7 separate regions of the Mus musculus genome follow, and regions 2, 3, 4, 5, 6 and 7 are each linked to region 1. Evidence: chromatin contacts called from public HiChIP or PLAC-seq and promoter capture Hi-C data. All regions are on one chromosome and are shown on one strand. Each heading gives the region's core, a stretch centred on a gene start, on an enhancer-like site or on the middle of the called end of the contact. The rest is flanking DNA. Distances are from core to core; before and after follow the strand shown. Region 1 holds the start of Akap1 (A kinase (PRKA) anchor protein 1). Region 2 has its middle 11 kb from the start of Gm34366. Region 3 has its middle 22 kb from the start of Mir378b. Region 4 overlaps Gm38534 (a long non-coding RNA gene). Region 5 overlaps Cuedc1 (CUE domain containing 1). Region 6 has its middle 20 kb from the start of Ccdc182. Region 7 overlaps Cuedc1 (CUE domain containing 1).

Evidence for each region. Promoter capture Hi-C pulls out the DNA fragments that hold promoters and counts their contacts. HiChIP or PLAC-seq counts read pairs in DNA pulled down with a chosen protein or histone mark.
Region 2: an H3K4me3 HiChIP or PLAC-seq map of neural tube shows a contact between it and region 1, with 4 times the contacts expected there. The contact joins the enhancer-like site here to the promoter of Akap1 in region 1. A contact is called at or near these places in 11 of 39 promoter capture datasets (the C10 cell line, the SN4741 cell line, cranial neural crest and 7 more), 16 of 115 datasets of contacts at active chromatin or transcription factors (the 230-238 cell line, acute myeloid leukemia, bone marrow-derived macrophages and 11 more) and 2 of 9 other capture datasets (adipose tissue and liver).
Region 3: a contact with region 1 is called in a promoter capture Hi-C map of neural stem cells. The contact joins the enhancer-like site here to the promoter of Akap1 in region 1. A contact is called at or near these places in 5 of 39 promoter capture datasets (the C10 cell line, cranial neural crest, embryonic stem cells and 2 more), 7 of 115 datasets of contacts at active chromatin or transcription factors (the SCID.adh cell line, acute myeloid leukemia, bone marrow-derived macrophages and 4 more) and 1 of 9 other capture datasets (liver).
Region 4: a promoter capture Hi-C map of pre-B cells shows a contact between it and region 1, with 7 times the contacts expected there. The contact joins the enhancer-like site here to the promoter of Akap1 in region 1. A contact is called at or near these places in 15 of 39 promoter capture datasets (the C10 cell line, the HPC-7 cell line, HPC-7-derived erythroid cells and 9 more), 14 of 115 datasets of contacts at active chromatin or transcription factors (the NIH/3T3 cell line, acute myeloid leukemia, bone marrow-derived macrophages and 11 more) and 2 of 9 other capture datasets (adipose tissue and liver).
Region 5: a FOXA1 HiChIP or PLAC-seq map of pancreatic cancer cells shows a contact between it and region 1. The contact joins the enhancer-like site here to the promoter of Akap1 in region 1. A contact is called at or near these places in 13 of 39 promoter capture datasets (3T3-L1-derived adipocytes, the C10 cell line, the HPC-7 cell line and 7 more), 12 of 115 datasets of contacts at active chromatin or transcription factors (bone marrow-derived macrophages, embryonic basal ganglia, embryonic forebrain and 8 more) and 1 of 9 other capture datasets (liver).
Region 6: a contact with region 1 is called in a promoter capture Hi-C map of the HPC-7 cell line, with 4 times the contacts expected there. The contact joins the enhancer-like site here to the promoter of Akap1 in region 1. A contact is called at or near these places in 13 of 39 promoter capture datasets (the C10 cell line, the HPC-7 cell line, HPC-7-derived erythroid cells and 8 more), 5 of 115 datasets of contacts at active chromatin or transcription factors (acute myeloid leukemia, embryonic hindbrain, large pre-B cells and 2 more) and 1 of 9 other capture datasets (liver).
Region 7: a contact with region 1 is called in a promoter capture Hi-C map of pre-B cells, with 2.9 times the contacts expected there. The contact joins the enhancer-like site here to the promoter of Akap1 in region 1. A contact is called at or near these places in 5 of 39 promoter capture datasets (the 3T3-L1 cell line, the C10 cell line, embryonic stem cells and 2 more), 6 of 115 datasets of contacts at active chromatin or transcription factors (embryonic forebrain, embryonic stem cells, epiblast stem cells and 2 more) and 1 of 9 other capture datasets (adipose tissue).

The regions. Positions count from the first base shown.
Region 1 is chr11:88,862,878-88,865,839 of GRCm38.p6, reverse strand. Akap1 (A kinase (PRKA) anchor protein 1) reads left to right here and starts at 1,254. Exons shown (of 11, transcript NM_001042541.1): 1 at 1,254-1,443. The region is part of intron 3 of 4930556N13Rik (RIKEN cDNA 4930556N13 gene); the gene reads right to left.
Region 2 is chr11:88,279,169-88,282,099 of GRCm38.p6, reverse strand. No RefSeq gene overlaps it. Among named protein-coding and RNA genes, the nearest start is that of Gm34366, 11 kb to the right of the region's middle. Within about 2 kb of position 1,424, at least 15 of the 459 cell types and tissues checked have an H3K27ac peak or open chromatin away from gene starts, as enhancers often do. A contact at or near this core is called in neural tube and pancreatic cancer cells, where this site is marked.
Region 3 is chr11:88,329,489-88,332,281 of GRCm38.p6, reverse strand. No RefSeq gene overlaps it. Among named protein-coding and RNA genes, the nearest start is that of Mir378b, 22 kb to the left of the region's middle. Within about 2 kb of position 1,266, at least 21 of the 459 cell types and tissues checked have an H3K27ac peak or open chromatin away from gene starts, as enhancers often do. A contact at or near this core is called in neural stem cells, where this site is marked.
Region 4 is chr11:88,234,142-88,236,841 of GRCm38.p6, reverse strand. All of the region lies in intron 1 of Gm38534 (a long non-coding RNA gene), which reads right to left. Among named protein-coding and RNA genes, the nearest start is that of Gm38534, 4.5 kb to the right of the region's middle. Within about 2 kb of position 1,346, at least 249 of the 459 cell types and tissues checked have an H3K27ac peak or open chromatin away from gene starts, as enhancers often do. A contact at or near this core is called in the HPC-7 cell line, the NIH/3T3 cell line, adipose tissue and 9 more, where this site is marked.
Region 5 is chr11:88,180,040-88,182,739 of GRCm38.p6, reverse strand. Cuedc1 (CUE domain containing 1) reads right to left here. Exons shown (of 11, transcript NM_198013.3): 4 at 133-259. Among named protein-coding and RNA genes, the nearest start is that of Mrps23, 23 kb to the left of the region's middle. Within about 2 kb of position 1,334, at least 182 of the 459 cell types and tissues checked have an H3K27ac peak or open chromatin away from gene starts, as enhancers often do. A contact at or near this core is called in bone marrow-derived macrophages, embryonic limb bud, pancreatic cancer cells and 1 more, where this site is marked.
Region 6 is chr11:88,312,472-88,315,332 of GRCm38.p6, reverse strand. No RefSeq gene overlaps it. Among named protein-coding and RNA genes, the nearest start is that of Ccdc182, 20 kb to the right of the region's middle. Within about 2 kb of position 1,477, at least 23 of the 459 cell types and tissues checked have an H3K27ac peak or open chromatin away from gene starts, as enhancers often do. A contact at or near this core is called in the HPC-7 cell line, where this site is marked.
Region 7 is chr11:88,130,830-88,133,797 of GRCm38.p6, reverse strand. The region is part of intron 1 of Cuedc1 (CUE domain containing 1); the gene reads right to left. Among named protein-coding and RNA genes, the nearest start is that of Cuedc1, 33 kb to the right of the region's middle. Within about 2 kb of position 1,702, at least 155 of the 459 cell types and tissues checked have an H3K27ac peak or open chromatin away from gene starts, as enhancers often do. A contact at or near this core is called in adipose tissue, embryonic stem cells and pre-B cells, where this site is marked.

The DNA of each region.
Region 1 (2,962 bases), core at 5-2,504:
TCCAAGTGCTGGCTCAAGAAATAAATGAAGCCGGGCGTGGTGGCGCACGCCTTTAATCCCAGCACTTGGGAGGCAGAGGCAGGTGGATTTCTGAGTTCGAGGCCAGCCTGGTCTACAAAGTGAGTTCCAGGACAGCCAGGGCTGCACAGAGAAACCCTGTCTCGAAAAACCAAAAAAAAAAAAAAAAAAAAAAAAGAAAAAGAAATAAATGAGTTAGACAGTAGATACTCAAAATTATATTCAGTATGCATAGTCTCTTTTTAAAACTTAAAATTCACATTTGATCACCAGTGAAGATTTTTCCCAAGTAATGGTTGGTTCTTAGTATGGTACCTTTCCTATATTTCGTTCAAAAAATGTGCACTGAAAGTGCCCTGTAATGCCAACACTTAGGGAGGTGGAGGCAGGAGGATCAGGAGTTCAAGGTCAACCTAGAACTTCCCAGCTTGAGGCCGTGAGACATGAGACACAGTCTCAGAATATCAAAATAAATAAGCAAGTAAAGGAAAGTGCCTAGGTTTTAAGGATCAGAGCTGGGCTGGTTGGCAAGTGGAACCTCCGTCGGATACAATTATCTGCAGGTAGTTTGGTTTTCTCAAGTCGTTGGGGGAGGCAGTGACTCATGGTGACCATTTCTTCGAAGGCAAACTTTGCAAAACCCCAGATCATTTAGAGAAAAGCCCCTTCGACATCACTAAAGTTGCGAAAATGAGAAATCAACTTGCCCTTGAGGGCTACACAGTATCCACATTACTGATCAACCAATGGCCACCTATTATACTCGAAAAGCTATGCTATGCTCGCAAGGTTACGGGAAAGCCAGATTCCTAGGCAAGGGGAACAATGTAGCATCGTCCCTCACCAGCCTCAGCAACCTTTTCCAGGAGAGGCACCATCCCAAGGCAGGAACCTGCCTGACACCTCTCCCCGGAGAAGAAGCAGAGACCCCGTGCGAGCCAAGTTCATTGTGCCGAGCACTCAGACACCAGGAACCCACCCCAGCCCGAGTGTGGGACGTAGGGGCCATCTCCCATGCCCGCCGTGAATATTGTTACTCTCGCGAGAGCGCCAGCAAGGCGGGCCCGTACAGCTCCGGGATGTCAGCGGAGAGCTCCTGACCGCGCCCCTCTTGGCGCAGCTGGGAGAGAGGCGCGCGCAAGTCGGGGGAGGGAGCGGCCGATGGCGCGCACGCGCAGGAGAGCGAGCGGGCGAGGGGGGCACGCCAGGGAGCCGAGGGCGAGGGGCGGGGCCTTGCGTCGCGCCGCGGGCACGTCGTTGCGCGTCCTCAGTATTTAATGTCTCTGTGTTCGCCCGGCCTGGGCTAGCACGTGGGGGAGCGGCCGAAGCGCCGTGCAGCGCTGCGGGGCAGGGCCGCTGGACTAGGTGGGGGGCCAGGGGGCGGTGGCGGGAGGATTGAGTGCCTAGACGGTCGCCCAGGAGCAGGTAAGTGACGGCTGGCACGGGCACCCGCCCGCCGGGCCCGGAGAGAGAACGAGTTGGGGTGATGGGGAGCCTGGGGTGCAGGTGCAGGGTGCGACGCGCGCGCCAGGTACTCCGGGGACCGAGAGCCTTGTGCACCGCGCCTGCTGTCAAGCGGGCGGGTCTGTGCCTTGATGACCCGCGCGCCCCGCTGGTCTTTCCCGGTCCCAGGGCTGCTGCTGACAGATCGCGTGCGCTGAGCTCGGGGCGCTGCTTTAAGCCGCTGCTTTCCCCTCCCATCCCCCCTCACGTCACTGGCCTCTAGGATGGAGGTGAGGGCGCAATTCCCCGGGCGCTCCGGTGCGCCTCAACTTTCCCAATGCTGGCTCACCCTTCTGGGTAGCCTGCCCGAGCGCGTCCCAACCAAGGTCGTCTAGTCTCGCTAGCGTTTACTTTTCAAAGGTCGTGTGTACCCAGTTTACGCGTGGAGAGGAGGCACTGGGGCGGTCTCTGCCAAGGACCCAGTGCCCAAGGCGGGAGAGGAGGTCCTTGGGGACCCCTTCCCTTCCTAACTTTCTAACTGCTGGGCCCAGTTGACTCTGGGTTGGCCCGGCAGTGGTGGCAAACCGGAGCAGGAAGACACAATTCCTGGAGTTCAGTGCCGCGAATTATTGGAGCGGACTCTGCCGTTGTAGCGGGGAGAATGGGATGCAAGACAGGTCCCAAACCTTTTGGCGGTGGAGAGACCATAAGACCAATTAGGATCCGGAGGTCGTGAGCTTGGGTGTCCGAAGGGAATTAGAGTTTGTGGCCCCATAAGCATGTCCTAAGAGGTGGGAGACCTCTAGCTAGAGGTGCCCGCTGACTTCTTGCGGGGGTGGGGAGGTCCAGGGTCACGTGTCGCGCCCCACCTTTCTTTCCGTCCCAGGACAGTGATCTGGAGGGACTTTGCAGGGGTCATGGGGGGACTTTGCCAGGGTTATAGGTAAAAACCTGCGTAGAGAAGCCTCCATACGCGTAAAGGAGCCTACATTCTGGTGTCAACTACTGCTGTGTCCTATCTTTTCCTGTTTCCTTTCTCCGGGAGGGAAGGTGCTGATAGTCAGGGGCTGTGCAGAAGGGACCTCTGAGACGCCCTGTGCCTAACCGGACCTTTTCCCTCCGGGAAATGCCTCGAGCAACTAGTACCTTTCCACCCTTGGGCTGTGGTTAACACAAACCCGGTGGACTTCGCTCCAGGTGAGAGTGGAGGCTTCTCAAACCGGTAAGGTCGGGTGTATGTGTAGGGCAATTAGTAAGGTTTAAACTGCCTATCTTTCCGCTATTGAAGTCGAGGCTGCTTGGGGTTTAAATTTAACGCCTGCAGTGACAACAGGGTTGCTGGACCTAATGTAACCATCTCGGTTGGTGTGCTACCACCCTCTGTATCCGTGTGTTGCAATTACAATTGCTATTGCTTCGGGAAATCAATCTTACATGCTCATTTAACTGCAGAGTCCTTCCCAAATTAGTAACCGTGGGGTTTTTGGTTTTGTTTTAAACG
Region 2 (2,931 bases), core at 175-2,674, 580 kb after region 1:
CTCCCTGTAACTCCAGCACCGGGGCATCTAACAGTCTCCTCTGGCCTCTGTGGGCACCAGAAGACACATACACAAAAATAAAATTAAGTGTTAAAGAGTACATAATATTCTTGCAAAGGACCTACGTTTGGTTCCTGGAACCCACACCAGGTGGCCATAGCTGCCTGTGACTCCAGCTCAGCAGAGTCTGGCGCCCTCTTCTGGCCTCCAAGAGCACCTGCACTCATGTATACACATCCACAGAATTCAAATGTTTTTCAAAACTTAAATACACCTTTTTAAAGAGAAATTAAAAAAAAAAGCCAGTAACCAGAAAGAAACATTCAAAGGACCCCCTAGTCTTCCTAAAGGGAGAAAATTTGGAAATTTTTCCAGAAAGCTAAGCTAAAAAGGCCCAATCACTGCCAAGTATGAGGTGGTTGTGATAATTAATTGGCACTGTCAACTTGTTTGGATGCACAGTCGCCATGGAAACACACTTCTGAGCATGTCTGTGATGGTGTATCCAGAAAAGTTATCCGGCTTCAGCCTGAGTGTGGGGCAGTGCGAATCTGCATGCTGGGGTCCCAGACTAACGACAGAGAGAACTTAAAGCAGGCATTCATCTCTTTCTGCTTCTTGACTTAGGATGCTTCCGTCAGTCTCCTGTCCCAGGCCTTCATTATGGTGAGGGACCGAATCCCTCTCAGCTGTGAGCTGAAACAAAACCTTCATCCCTTAAGTCACTATGGGGTATATTGTTTGCAACAACCACAAAGTAACTAACACAACCTTGTTGATATCCCTGAAGTCAGGCAGCTACCTCCTCCTTCTCTCTGAATGTCATATGAAAGCCAGCTAGGTGTCCATTCATAAACTCCTCCCAGTTCAGTGGTTCTCGGTCTTCCTAAGGCTGTGACCCTTTAATACAGTTCCTGGTATTGCGGTGACTCCCAGACATAAAATTATTTTCATTGCTACTTTATAACTGTAATTTTGCTACTGTTACAAATCATAATGCAAATGTTTTTAGAGAGAGGTTTGCCAAAAAGGTCACAACCCTCGGGTTTGTTCTAGTTCCTCTGCTGGGGGCATCTAAGCTAGACCCAAAGACCAGATGCTCCCACCCAGCCTATACTCTTATAAACCCAGAATATGCAGTGGCTTATCCCAGAAGGGTTCACAAGCCATGCTTGTCCCTACAGTATGCCTTGTTGGGTTCCTTGCACTATGGGATGGAGACGTCAAAATGATCACACTAGCTGGGACCATCAATTCAGCAGCAGTAGCTGAGGGCCATGTCACTTATGTGATCCAGGGCTCTAAGGCGATGAAAAGGCTGGTCTCTAGGAGACGTGTAAACAGGGTCCTGTGGGCTAGGCACTTGGCAAAGCCCATGCAACACAAAGGTGCCAGGCCCCTCCCTGGACACAGCCTCTTAGGAACAAAGCCTTAGAAATCAATCAAGCCTTCAGGACGAGCCATTCTGTGTGAACAGATCTCCGTCCTCCCTCTTCCCACTGGGGGAGGGCAGAGTTCACATCAAACGTCATTAATCATCTTCCTGAGGGTGGGGGCTTATTGGACAGTCCTATTAATCAGAGGCCTATCACACCCACAGCCTGGCTGGGTCGCCATTGTCCTGTTCCTCACCTACGCTAGCGAGATTAGATTATCAGTGACAACTGAGACACCCTGTGAGTCACAGGAAGGCTGCAGAATAGGGTGGCTGCTATTTATTATTATTATTATTTATCCTCCTGGTTTGAGGATAAGCCGTTTCTTGTCTTGTCACGTTGCATCCTTTTCTTCAGAGAATCGGCTTTAAGAATCCAATTTGTCAAACTGGACAATCATGGGCAAATCCACAAAACAAATTTAAAAAAAAAAAAACCTTAGCGACTTTATTTAAAAAAAAAAAAAAAAGATAAAATAAAGCAGAAGGATTAAATGGGGCCTGAAAGGATTAGAAAATAACTTGTATTTGGCAACAATTAATCTCTGAAAAGCAGGGGCTCTGTGAAAAGGAACCGACAGAGGCACCCAGAAGGAAGGCTGGGGGTCCACGTACCCGTTCATCACCGGTATTGCTGGCTTCCTAGAGCAGTGGCTTTCAACCTGTGGGTCACATCCCCTTTGGCAAACAGTAGCAGAACTGCAGCTACGAAGTAGCAACAAAAATAATTGGGGGGTGGGGGGTCACAATAACATGAGGAACTGTGTTAAAAGGTCACAGCATCAGGAAGGCTGAGAGCCACTGGTGTTGAGAGAGACCCAGTATAGACCTGGGGTCAAATAAGTATGGAACACTTCCAGGCTTTCTCTCAACTCTCCCAATGAGCAGTAGCCTTACACCAGAGTCGTCCCCAGACCCCATCTCCCCACTGCACCCTCAGTCACTCAGCCCAAGGTGAGTCCTGAAGCCCAGGAAACAGTCAGATGACTCCCTTAGGCCCAGGACCTAGTGGCCACGGAACCAGAGGCTACCTATGCAGATGTCTTCCAGGCCAAGAAGAGTGAGAATCCAGAGCCAAGCCCAACACAGAAGCAGGGCTCCAGAAAAAAGCAAGAGAGACTTCAGTGAGCACCCTTCTCATCAGCTGCTTCCTGGTGAACTGGAGGGCGGGAATTCCAGCCTGTCAATCACCCAGGGCACATGAGGTTTGGGACAGTTGAGGTTTTATGTGAATACTTTTCAAGTGTTGGCAACCTAGTCAAATACACACACACACACACACACACACACACACACACACACACACACACACACACACACACTTTACTCTTCATGTTAATCCAGCCCATTTGAATCAGGCCTGGAGTTTGTGACATTGATCTAATCTGTCTCAGCTCAGAGAAGCTAGTGACCATAGAGGTCATATAGCTAGAGAAAGGCAGGGCCAGCCAGTCTGAGAACCGGGCTCAGACTTCCAGCACGGACCTGTCTGTTCC
Region 3 (2,793 bases), core at 17-2,516, 530 kb after region 1:
CAATTTCCAGAGAACCTGAATTAGCTCCACCACACTTAATACTGAAACTATCCTGAAGATAATTTAATCTTTCTTTAATGATTCAAAAGGTGCTTTGAAGTCTTGCATTAATCAAAGTCGTGGTTATGAATATCAGAAGTTAATACCGACCAAAGGTAAAATGTCCGTGAAGAATTGGGTAGAGGAGATGACGGGGGCCAGCACAGGTGGCTGTCTGACAAGAGTACAGGTGCGACTTGCGTGTGTCAGTGGGCATGGGGAAGTGCGGGCTGATACAATTTCGCCTGGCTAATGCTGACATTGCCATATGCAAAGAACGGTACTCAAAAAAGTCAACCTCTCCTTGGCTCTCACTTGCTCCCATGATTCCCCGGGGGAATTTGGTCTTGGCCAAGTTGGACCTCATTTGGGCAGATTTAAATGATAGGAGAGGATGAGAAATATCCACTCCAGGAAAAGCCCAAGAGCCCAAACAGAATCCTCTTTTAAATGGACAGAAGTTTAAAGGATATGCTGAGAGGGGGCAAGAGCTGAAGAAAATTAAGTGAAGAAGCAACTAAAGTAAAGAAAGTGTGTGTGTGTGTGTGTGTGTGTGTGTGTGTGTGTGTGTGTGTGTGTGTAAAATGAGGATAACAACATCTCTATTAGGTTGTGGCGAGCTCTATGCAGCCCATGGGCTTTGCTTTAGACTCAGATTCAGGAATGTTTGCATTCCTCATCCTCAAATTCATGACGAGGTCTAAATTCCCAGTGTGGTGCTATTAGAAGGCAAAGGCTTAGGAGAATGAGTAGGTCATGAGGGTGGAACCCCACCCCCCAGAATAGGATTCGTGCCCTTATGAGATCCTTAGAAAGCTCCCACGTTCCTCTCCTGCCATGGGAAGACACAGCACAAAAACACTATCTGTAAACCAGAAAGCACGCTCTCACTAGACACCAGATGGCCATTTTCTTGACCTTGGACTTCCCAGCTACCCCTACTGCCTATCATTAAAGCCACCCAGACTATGGTGGCAGAACAAACTTGAGCAAAACTAAGTAAGGCTTTCTCTGAAGGTGAAGGATAGTTGTTAAGGCTTTTAAGCCACTTCATGAAAGATTTCCATCGCCTTTCATGGTACCTCTGAGTCACCCGGATGTATACATGGGGATAGGGAGTCAGGAATGAGAAGATGGAGCTGTCAGGGGAAGGTCCGCTGAGGGACTGGCACACTCCAAGTCCTCCAGAAGTGATTCTCGGAATCAGAGCCAGCTGGAGCTAGGCCAGCACCTCTGCCCTCACTCCCTGAGTCTGAGTGCCGAGCAGCTGTGTTTGCCGCCGCCGGGGTGTGCGGGCCCCTTCCCTCCTCAGGAGAAAAAGGTTGGCAAGCAAGGCTGCGCCTTCCAGCTGGGGATGGAAGACAGGATTGGGTTGTCACACAGCTGATACAGGAACCTAGGGAGAGAAGGGAGGACACCATTATCCATTCGGTGGTGTGACTGACTCTCTGGAACAGCAGACCAAATTTAATTATTTTTTTCTCAGAACCCAAATTCTATCCTTTCCTGCCCCTTAACCCAACCCGTCAGTGGTCTGTGTGATTCGACAGTTGTCTCAGGCTCTGCGGCAGGTAGTGGTCTGTCCCCTGTGTCCTCACAGAGATGCCTTCTCTGGTGACACAGTGGCTAGCAATGGTCCTCCCCTGTCTCCATCCATGCACCACAGCTGTCAGAGTGTGCATTCTGCCCCATGAGACTGCACCACCTCTCTGGGCTTTCTGGTGACTATGTGGTGACCAAAATGGCTTCCCACCATTTTTGGCTGGCTTCCCTTCCACCAAAGCCTCAAAAAAAACCCAGCCAACCGTGGGCTGAAAAAACCTGAAACCCAGAGCCAAAATAAATCTTGCTGGCTTTCATTTTTCCTGAAATGAAATGCATTTTGTCACCATGACAGAAAAACTGACTAGTATAAGGCAGACTCTGCCCAAATACTTACACATCCAAATGTGTACATAACAAAACACATTATTTTGTTATAATTGCTTTCTATTTCTTATTCATATTATGTGCTTTGCATTAGTGTACCTGGACAAAAGATTTTTGAAAATGTATGCCTTATGGCTTGACTGTGAAGTGTCCCCATAAGTTACATGTTAAGCTTCTTGGTCCCTGGCTGATGGCACCGTCTGGGACATTGTGGAACCTTTAGGAGACGGAGCCTCGCTGAAGGAAGCGGGCTTTGAGGTTTTATAGCCTAAGCTTGCCCTCTGCCCAATCTGTGGTTCCTAGACAACCAAGCAATCTCACCCACCTCCCACCAGCACAGCCACATACCACTCTGACCACCAAGCCTTCCCTGCAATCGTGGGTTGTACCCTCAGTGAGCCCAGGACCTGGGGTGTAATTCAGTTGGTAGGAGCAGGGAGAGCACTTGGCTGTCATTTACAGCGCCCTGGGTTTGAGCCCCAGCACTGCATAAACTGAGTGTGGTTGTGAGCTGTGGGTGCAGGAAACTAAACTTGGGTCTTTTGCAAGAGCAGCAAGCACTATTACCAGCCACGCCATCCCCTCAGACCCCACAAGCTTCTTACCAAGTACTCAGTTACAATGGGAAAAGGATCAACTAATATGATGTGTCCATCAATGACGTGTGAATTTTCTTTGAGGCTAGTAAAGAGAACATTAAATGCCTTTATGTAAAGAAGTGTTACGTCTTGTAGAGTTGAGAAACGTGGGCTCATTCAGTACCTGTCTGCTGATCCAGCCTCACGACCTATGCCTCTCGCCAACAACAAGGCTCCCTGGACCCCA
Region 4 (2,700 bases), core at 97-2,596, 630 kb after region 1:
CAAAATCACGAGACAAAGGGGAATTGGGTTTGCAGAGGGAATGATGGCTGCCTATCCACCGACCTTAATAAAATGGGCAGATTGGATTTGCTGAGCCCAGAGTTACCAGCACGTGGGTCCTGAAAAGGTGGGCAGGAGAGTCAGAGGGAAGTGTGACTATGGAAGAAGACCCAAGTGGTGTATATGAGAAGAGTCTGGCTTGCCCTTACAGGATTTGGAAGTGGAAAGAAAGTGAGGCCACAAGTCAAGGGATGCTAGAAGCTTAAAAGGACAAAGAAATTGATTGTCCCTTAGAACATATAGTGGGCCTGTCAACACCCTGATTTTAGCCCAGTGAGAAAGAACCCTTCCTCACCTCTAACCTACAAAGCCATTAAGATAATACATGTCTGCTGTTCAAGCCACAAAGTTGGAAGTAATTTGTTTTTGTGGTGCTTGGTGTTCGGAATCTAGGTTGTTCTGCACACGTGGTAGGCAAGTGCTCTACTTCTGAGCTACCTCCCCAGTCTTGAAGGCAAGGTTCTTGTTTACAGGAGCAGTTGGACAGTAACTTTGGAGGGACTTCTATGTCTCTGTCTCAGATGTATTCACAGCCACATGAAACCTGATTCTAGCTATGGAAGTGCTCGACCCATGCTTACTTAACGAAATTAGGAAATTACGTAGGCTCAACAGCCCTGCTAACAAACAAAAGAAAGTCTAGCATTAGCCTGTACTGACAGCCTGGTGCTCCAAGCGCCTTTGTTCTTCACAGCCTCTGCTCTCGCTATATAAATAAAGCCAGAGGACAAGGCTTCCTTCTGTGTTCCAAGCAATTTGCTTATGCGAGTGGGATTCCCGGGTCAAGAATGATGCGAGGTGTTTTTATGGTCCTTCACCCACTTAGCCAGCTTACTTTTCAGAGTCTGAGCCCGTGAGCTCATTCGTGATTCATGCAAGCTGGCGTCTCACTTTCTGACGAGCTCGGGCCCATGCGGGTTAGGGGGTGGATCAGAGAGCCTCATGCACAGCCCGTCCCTGAGCCCTGAACTTGTCCCTGCTCCATAGAAACTCTAAAGTTCTAACCCCTCAGACTTGAGGGAGGCGTCCGGCGTCCCTCAAAGAGCAAAGGTCCGGGTCACCATGCTGGTGGGGCAGGACGGACTTCGTGGTCACAAGGAAGGTTCCTTAGGGACAATACTGATGCAAGAGGGAGCAACCTGACACACCCCTAGTTAATTTTATCAGGGACTGCATCGAGAGCTTTTTTTTTTTTTTTTTTTTTTAAGAATCGCAAGAGACGGTCCAGTCTGCCTGTGTTGAGGAAGCTGTAACTTTCCAGTGCTCCTAAATAGTGAGCCTGGGAATTGCTGTGACTGACCCAGGGGGAGGAGCTGGTCTGACCCAGGGGGAGGAGCTGGTCTGACCCAGGGGGAGGAGCTGGTCTGACCCAGGGGGAGGAGCTGGTCTGACCCAGGGGGAGGAGCTGGTCTGACCCAGGGGGAGGAGCTGGTCTGACCCAGAGGGAGGAGCTGGTCTGACCCAGGGGGAGGAGCTGGTCTGACCCAGGGGGAGGAGCTGGTTTATTTAAAGACCTGACTTTATTTTTTTTCCTTCCTTTCCTTAGCAGTTTTAGCTTTCTTTTTTGTTTCTCTCTGTTTTAGTTGGAGTTTGGGTTTCTTGTTTGTTTGGGGCTTTTGTTTTTAATGAGTCCCTTGTTGACTGGGCTAATAAGAACATTCCAGAAGTGAGGATAAGATGGCTAATTTCTTTCCACCTGCTTCTAATCTATAGAGAACAAACCAACCCAAGGCTTTACCCTCCCTGAGGGCTTCTCAGTTTCAGGGAAAACGAAACATCCCCGTGACAACTTGGCTCCCCTGTCTGTCTCTCAGGAGCCTCGCAGTGCAGATGTTGGGAGACACTGCTCAAAACAGTGGACAGGTGGGTCTGTGGGAGTGGGGGTAACAGGCTCTTAAAAGGTCTGCAAGCAAAGGCTTCGGGGAGACTGGGCATCACTGTGCCAGGCTCTATCATGAATGACATCTAATGACCTGCCCTTGGCCTTTTTTCTTCCTTCCTTCCTTCCTTCCTTACTTCCTTCCTTCCTTCCTTCTTTCCTCCCTCCCTCCCTCCCTCCCTCCCTTCCTCCTTTCCTCCCTTCCTTCCTTTGGTTTCTACTCTGCCTCAGCTTGACATGATAAAATAGGGCGTATGAAACTGAGCTCTGTGGACAGAAGACCGTCCCTGAACAGTCTGGGACTCGGGCATGTCTGTTAACCACCAGGCTCTGCTAGTGAGCATCCGATCAGGAGAATTCTGGAATTCAGAAATCTTTACCAGTTCTTGGTACTAACCTCAAACGTCCCTTGTGACTTGGGGCCTTTGGTTCTAGGGGTTCAAGTTTTCCCTCTGGGAAATGCCCAAAACAGTCCCCGTTCCCTAGGGAGTGAGTACGGGGTATGTCAAAGGAAGACAGAAGAGCCAATATTATAAATCACCCCTCAAGTGGCTGCCTAAACAGAGCCAGTCAGACCCCGGACAGCTCCCTTTCCCTGCCCTCCACACACACCCTGACAGCATCCCACAGGCCTCCTGCCTCCCTGTGAGGCCTCAGGCGACTTCACAGCCCGTGAATTTCCTTTGGCACTTTGAGGCTTCCTCCCACCCCCACCCCAGAGGATGCATGAGACCGCAGCAGGAAATGAAGAACATATTTTT
Region 5 (2,700 bases), core at 85-2,584, 680 kb after region 1:
CACAGAAGCAGCCCAGCCTGAGCTTGAAAACCAGGAAGTAAAACTGGCTGGTACAGACCATGACAGATGTAGCCCAGGAGAGATGCTGGACAGGCAGGCAGGTAGGGTGGAGGTTCGAGGGCAGCCTCTTACCTGAATGCTGTCCATCTGCTGGGGAAGGATTCGGAGGAAGTCATCCGGGAGGCTGCCCAGCAGGGGTGGGTTCCAGTTTCTGTAGCGTCTCTGGCTTGCAGGTTGTCCGGAGCCTGGGACATCAATCCTGGGGGATGAGAGGTAAGGAGAGCAGGGCATAGTCAGGCTTAGCCATAGCTCTGTTGGCCCATCCCAGGCCCTTGGGCAGATGGAGATCTTGCTCAGAGTATCCAGTGCCTACACCGCTTTCTGAACAAAGGTGCAGGCATGCATTCTGCTGAACGAGGGAAACAGCAGACCAAGAAGGAAGGCAGCCAGTCAACATTGCAGACTTACATACGGACTTTCTGAATGTCCCCTACAGACTGGGGGGTGGGGGGTGGGGGTGGGGTCAGACATTTCTGTGCTATGTCCCTAGCTGGCACAGTGCTGGACTGTTAAATAATAGCGATCACACCCCACACACCCCCAACAGCAGACAAGTAGCCTGCCGACAGCCCGTTCTGTCCTCGTTTGTTGAGGCGGGAGCTCCCTGAGATTCCTGGACAATAAGCAGGTCTGAGTTCACATTCTGGCTCAACTATAGCCAGCAAAGGGGAGGGAACATTGAGGAGCCCCTGGTACTTTGTTATAAATTCTAGATCTTGCTGCTCTCCTGCCCAGGTACTAAGACACTCACACACACTTTCACACACACACACACACTCACACATATACATACACACACTCACACATATACATACACACATACTCACACACACACACACTCTCACACACTCACATACTCACACATACACACTCACACACACATATACACTCACAGACACACACATATACATACACATACACACACATACACATACACACTCACGCACACATACACTCACACACACACATACTCACACACACACTCACACACACACATCCCCATGAGCTGCAGCTTGAACAGATGGAGCCCAGAGTTAGGGTCTTGTTCCCAAGGGGTTCTATGGGGCCTCTCTTCCCAGACAAGGTGTGTCTGTGCTAAGCAGCCAGGACAGGAGAGGACCAAGGGCCTGGCTGCCCTGACCCCAGGCTCTATCCCAAGCCCAGGCCCGAAGGAAGCCTGGAGCTGGGCCAGGAGCTCCAGGACTCCCCAGCAGCCTGCTGCGTGGCAACCGCAGGACACGTGTCCTGCTGAATCAGGGAAATGACACATGGAGAAAGCAGGCGGCGGGGAGGTGGTGGGGGCCATGCTGGGCTCGGCCTGGCTTTGATTTGGCCTCCAGCTCCAGGAATCCCTCCACCCCCTCACTGGAGGGGAGCTTTTCCGTCTGCCGCTAACTTGTGGAAATAACTTCCTTTCCTTTTTCTATTTTGGGCTGGTGGCCCGGTGGGTACGAGGGGAGGGCTGAGGGGAGGGTGGGGGCAGCAGCAGACGGATAACCAGCTGCTAAGTGCTAGGGGGAGCTCAGCTCGAAGCCAGAGACACACATGGATATCCAGAGAGGCGCCTGCAGGGGAGCCCAGGGCTCGGTCTCCTCCACATTGCTCTGCCACTTATGTCCCTGTCCCAAGCTCTGGTTCCCTCCCAAGGCCCATCTGTCAGTCCCACAGACACCACTTCCAGCCATAATGGAAGAAGGCTTGTCTAGGCTTCGTTTGGGGCAAGGTAAACACCCCAACTCAGTTATATCTGGAATCCACCCAGACTGCCCAGGGAGAGTCCAAACTCTGACTAAGACCCTTCTAGCTTTTGTATTTCTGGGATGCCCAGGGGATGAGGGTTGACATGGGGAGAATTCCTTTTCTTCCAGAGTCTCCCGGGCTGCTGGGCACGGGTCCTGGAAAGTCCATCAGTCATCCTCCTCCGAACCCTGGGGTGAAGTCATCCTCAGCTGCCTGACTGAGGGAGGGGGCCAGCCCAGGGCAGGCAGCCCGGCAACTCCATTATGGTTGGAAAGGAATGGGAGAAATGAGCTGCTGAGGTAAAACAATTTCCACACAAAAACAGCAGGCGGCCTGTGGAGGGGCCTCCTGGGCTGCTGGGACTCAGGCAGATGGAGAGAAGAACCCAGCAGCAGTGGGGGAGGGGAAGGAGACCGAGGCCAAGAGGATCTTCAGGTACTGAGTCCCTGGAACCCCTAGACTTGAATTTCAGGCTGAGGTGGATGATGACGTCATGTGTAACCACAGGATGTTGGACCACCTACCTGGCTGGGAAGGATCTCAGACATGCGCCTTTCCAGAAAGGGGGGGGGGGTTAGTGGAGTCTGGACGTGCAGCCCACGTGGGCGGGACCCTGTCACAGGTCACTAAATGATGTAGCTGCATCATTCAGGCAAAACCTAAGCAAAGGACCCTAGCAGATGGGCCTGCGTCTTTGGATCCTGCGGGACAGTATCTGAGCTCTGAAACTGTCCTGTTACCAGGCTCATCCCAGGGACATGGTGACAGAAAGGGACCAGACCACTAGCTTCTCTCAAACCTAACCTTCAGCGGCCAAAGATTTTTAGAATACCAGTCTACCAGTGCCCTGCCGTGGTATAGTCCCACGGAGTCTCCTGTAGTTGCAGGGTAAGGTGTGTG
Region 6 (2,861 bases), core at 228-2,727, 550 kb after region 1:
AAAATTGTTCTAAATAGGCATTGTAAAGGGAGATTCCTGACATCTGGGATTACAACATGGGAAAGAGCTTCAGAGCTGGAAGGGACCGCACACCCCACCACATGGGACAAACCAGAGTGCCAGAAAGAGGAGGGAGCAAGGCCCGCTTAGGAGCAGACAGAGGGAGCCAGTAGGGGTGGCACACAACTTTAACCCCAGCACTTGGGAGGCAGAGGCAGATGTATCTCTGAGTTCAAGGCCAGCCTGGTCTATAGAGTGAGTTTCTGGACAGCTAGGGCCACACAGAGAAACCCAGTCTCAGGGGTGGTGGTGGGGGGAACAGACAGGGAAAGATGGATGAGAGGGTTGGGGGTGAGGAGCAGACAGGGAGAGAGCTTTGAGGGTAAGGAGACAACAGCCTCATCTACTCTAGATTTCCCACTTTGCTACTGCATCCCTTCAAACTGGAGAAAGCCAACCATTCTTCCTGTTTTCCAGGAAGAGCTTTTTGTTGGTTTCTGCTGTTAGATCTCATAGATTTCAGGGCAGGGCCTTGGCCTTTCCCACTGCCTCTGAGCTCTCTCTGATAGTGTACTCCCCCGAAGGCAGAGGAGCCTTCCGCTGCCAACCCAGTGAGAGAGTGAGCCCCTCTAGAATCTATGTGCTGGCAAGTAGCCATCGTGCAAGATAGAGGACGAGTGCCCGGCCTTACCCTCTGCTTTATCTTACTGAAAGGTCAGTGCTGTCACACCCAGGCTGAGAGATGACAGCAGATGCAGGGGGACACCAAGCCAAAAGATGAGGAGCAATAAGATGAGATGCAGGCTCTGTGTAACTATTAAACCCATTTATTTTCTCATTCAGCAGCCCCGCCTTGAGATCTGCTTCGGTCAAGGTGGAGGATGGAAAGCGACAACTCAACAAAAGATTTATGTTACTATTTTCACAAGCCACGCAGTATCTCTTGCAGCCACCATCCTGGGCCTGCTAGAATAAAAGCAGTCAGAAGAAGGTGTAAACAAGTGGATTTGGCTGAGACCTTCTGGGTTTCCCTAGCATTCTGAGCCACCTTAGTGCCAGGGCTCCTCGCGTGGCATGGAGTCTCTTTGTTCATGAGCCTTTTGCACCCATTAAGAACCATAGGCTTCTTTTTGATGTGCATTTTCCCTGCTCTTATTTATTTTCATTCTGTGTGTGAGTGTGTGTGTGTGTGTGTGTGTGTGTGTGTGTGTGTGCATGCATGTGTACATGTGTATGTGTGTGTGCGTGTATCTGTTTGTCTGTCTTTGAGTAAAGAGACCAGTTTCCTAGAAGAAAGGTAGGAGGTCCTCAGACCTGAGGCTTTGGGGGTCTAAATGCTTGGAAGATAGAGAGATTGTATTCACAACTTAAAACTCCTGTCCAAAATTCTTTGTTGAGCTGAACAAAACTATAGTCTCTCCGTCTCTGTGCCTCGGTGGTGAGGGCTCCTTTGTCTGATTAAGGGCTGTCAGGAGTGATTGATGGGCTCCCTCCGGACAGCCAAACCCGCTCTCCTCCTGACAGCGCCAGCGATAGCCGAGCGGAAACTGACCCCAGCTGACACACTCATCTTAAAATATCTCTGTTTCCCTACTGCCCAGATAAAATAGCTGTCACACTAAAAGTAAGGGCCCCATTGGGGGTTGGGGGGGGGCTAGCCTCTCCCAGGACTGGTGATGAAGGAGACTGTGATGTCAGGGTTCACAAAGACCAGACCACAAAGTTCCTGACAAACTGGCACTGGGTAGATTGTGTGCTGAGGAACAGCTCTGTGGCCAGATCTCGAGGCTGAGCCAGGACAAGCAAGACACTGTCACCAACAGCATCGAGGATCATTTACTGAGTGTGGACTGCATCTTGTTTTGGCTCTGTCAGAGCAAAGGACAATGACGCCAATACAGCCCTTCCCGGTGGCATCTTGCAATGGGCTGGCAGTGTTGACACTGGCCATTTCTGTGGCCTTTGTAGGGACAGGGGTTCCCAGCAACTATAGATCGGGTTTGAAATGTGTCCCCAAAAGTGATCTTTCCAAATCCTCACCCCAGTGTCTCATAACATGACTTTCTTTGGAGATAGGTTGTTGCTAGTGTATTTCTGATGAGGTCATCCTGCAGGGGTGGATCTGTATCCATGTGACTAGTGTCCTTAGGATAGACATTGAGATGGACATAGGAGGGCAGAATGGTGCGTGACAATGACAGCAGTCTGAAATGCCATTTCTGCAAGTGAGGAACACGGAGGAGTACCACTCCATGCTATGGGTGGCCAGTAAGCCCCCAGATACTGGCAGACATGAGAGAGAGTTCTCCTCACAGCCCACAATGCAATAATGATGGTGAGTGAACCCTGGGAGTTACTCTCCCCCACCCCACAAGTGCTCACAGACAAGTGAGGGCTACTGTTTGAAGACACTCCTCTTTTCATGGCTTTTGTTTGGTGTTTTGAGGCAGAGTCTTCCTCTATAACCCAGGTTGGCCTCAAACTTAGGACAAGCTTCCTGCCTGAGCCTTCTGGGGTGGAGTAGGGGGAGGTTTGTAGGCATGTGCTCCTACATCCACCTCAGAGGCTACTCTCTAGAGAGTAACTGGGGGCCAACCTGACAGGCCCAAGAATCCCATCGGAAAGCTGGTTTAGAAAAAACATAAGAGATGAAACGACTGTTTCCACACATGGAGAACCCTGGCTTCCTGAGGATGCTGGAGATGGCAAAGGAGCATGCGAGGCTCCTCTTATACAACAAAGAAACAGGTATGTAGGAAGCAGTTAGGATATGATGTCCCTTCCCACCTCTCTCCTCCTGAGACCTCTCTGTCCCAAGTGTAAAATAGAAATACTGCTTCCTTGCCAAGGAATGGCTAGAG
Region 7 (2,968 bases), core at 453-2,952, 730 kb after region 1:
GTGAGCTGCATAGATGGTCCCTTTGAACTACATACAAGGTATAGGACAGGAGCCAAGTGTTTTACAGAAGAGAGGTGAAAGGGTGGGGGGATAAAACCAGAGACAGATTTACCCTCACAACTTCCATTCTCTATGGACAGATACCTCATGGCTGTACCTGGAGGACAGACGAGGGTAACCAGGAATCAGATTCCGTGGGAGCACCAGGCAGATTTTCAATCCTTAGAAACCAGAATAGGCAGTGGTGGCGCTCGCCTTTAATCCCAGCACTCAGGAGGCAGAGGGAGGAGGATCTCTGAGTTCGAGGCCAGCCTGGTCTACAGAGTGAGTTCCAGGACAGCCAGGGCTACACGGTGAAACCCTGTCTCGAAAAACCAAACCAAACAAACATATCAGACAAGAACATGGTTCAAAATGTTACAGGAAAGGGCTAGTTTCAGGCATTTGGTCCATTTCCTTTGTGCTTCACGCCTTGCCTGTCTGAAGACTCTCAGGCCCTCCACGGCTCTATTTTGAGGTTTGGCCACATCTCTGACATCATTCCCTAGCTACTAGGAGCAGCAGACTTGCTGCCTGAGATTCAGCTCCCTGTGGCTAATGCCTTGTTTCCCATTTGTCCTTGAGGAGCTCAGGTTGGTGTCGTTTCCTTCTTGGGGGGGCGGGGTGGTGCTCCATTGTCTCAAATAACGATAGGAAGAACCCTAGTACCTTTGCAGGTTTGAAATAGAAATGACAGACAAGAATACAGATCTTTTTTTGTGTATACAGTAGGAGCTTAACACAGGCAGCCGTGGCACTCTCTTGTCTTCCAAAGGCAGAGAGAGGTTGACATCCGTCCCTGGCCCAGGTATGCAATAGAATCATCTAAGGACTATTTTACTACCTACTACACACACACACACACACACACACACACACACACACCCCTTTCTTCCCCAACTCCTGCTTGTAAAACATCACACTATTTAGTTATTTTGCATGCATGTAGTGATCATGTAGGTGTGCATGCTATGGCCGTATGTGAAAGTCAGAGAACAGTTTTCAGGAGTTGGTTCTCTCCTCCCACCATGTGGATCCCTCAGGTTAAAGTCAAGTTATCAAGCTTGATGGCAGGTCCCTTTACCCATTACGCTACCTCATTAACCCTGGTCTTGTCCTGACCATCCTGTCCCAGTGCAGGGATTATATGTATACATCCCACATCTGATTTTTTTTCTCTTTAATACCAATGTCCATATCTTCTCCTTTTTCAGGGGATGAGTATGGGTCTTAGGAAACCAGTACATTTTAAAAAGCAATCTGGGAGAGTCTGGTATGCACCCATGGCTAAGAACTGTGGTCCACTTCAGCCTCTCAGCATTTTAATATCTACCGGGACCTCCTGGGAGTCTTCCTAGAATGTAGGTTGTGACTCTGCCTGTTGGGTGTGAAACCCGAGATTCAGCAATTCCAGTTATGGCCCAGGTGGTGCTAACACAGCTGCTCCACGGTCTCAGAAGAGTGGTCCCCAAAACTCCAGGCCATGGGCAGATGGCTAGAAAGCTTATCGCATTTGTCTCCGCTGCAACTTTGCAGCTCTCCCCAGCCAGACAGGAAACGGAATGCCTCCTAGAAGCAGCCAAGGACATGACCTCAGACTGAGGCTCAAAGATCGAGAACCGAAGCTTGTCCCCAGATGACTCTTCCTCTGGCTTCCTGTTGGCTTTTTGGCCACAACTGTGGTCACAAAGACACCAGCGAATGAGTAGCGAGTCTACCCTGTGTTCATAAAGAGTTGCCTTTCTCAAGAGAGCAAGGGAACAGGGGGAGAGGGAACCGGCCCTGGTTACTTTCACTTGGTTGAGTGGGGGTGGGGTGGAGACCATGGCCTGCCTTGGCAGGATATCCCAGCCACAAAAAGCTGGAGGAATCGTAGCTCCAGCAAGCCAGATGCCTCCCAAGCAAGAAAGCTGCCTGCCTGGGGTGGGACTGTTAAAAAGACACAGCTGAAAGGTTGCTCTGACCTGGGCGTAGGGGCCTGTGCCTTTGCTCCCAGCACTCAGGAGGCAGAGGCAGATAGATCTCTGTGAGTTCAAGGCCAGCCTGGTTTACATAGAGAGCTCCAGGACAGCCAGAGCTGTATAGTAAGGCCCTGTCTGAAATAAACAAACAACAAACAGAAGAGCTATGAACCATGAATGTCACTAAGTGCTGGGTGCCCTGCACACGCCGAACAGCTTGACAGAAATGTTTACATTTGATTTTCACATCAATGTTGCCAATCTGATACCTCTGTTTTCATGAACACACGGGGAACCTGAGGCTCCAGTAGTAAGTGGCAAGGGACTTACACAGGGCAGGCCCAGGATGGAATCCAATCCTACTCAATTCCCCCTACTCCAGTATATTGCTACTCAAAGCTTTTTTGTTGTTGTTGGTTTTTTTTTTTTTTTTTTTTTTTTTTTTTTTTTTTTTTCGAGACAGGGTTTCTCTGTACAGCCCTGGCTGTCCTGGAACTCACTTTGTAGACCAGGCTGGCCTCGAACTCAGAAATCCGCCTGCCTCTGCCTCCCGAGTGCTGGGATTAAAGGCGTGCGTCACCACGCCCAGCTACTCAAAGCTTTTAAATCTCTCAGTGGCTGAATTTACTGCCTCAGTGGAGTAGAGAAGAAAAGGGAAAAGTGTGTAGACTTCAACAGAGACGGGAAGGGGCTTTTTCTAATCACTATTAAACATCATCACCATTGAGCCTAACTAAAAGATAAGGCAGGTATCCATCTATTGTTGAAGACACCCCCTCCCCCCACCCCGAGTAGTTTCTAGAAACCAACTTCCTCTAGAATGGTGCTTCTCAACTCTCCTAATGCTGCGACCCTTTAATACAGTTCCTCACATGCTGGCAATCCCCAGCCGTAAAAGTATTTCGCTGCTACCTCATAACTGTAATTTTGCTACTGTTATGAATTATAATGTAGGTATCTGATATGTG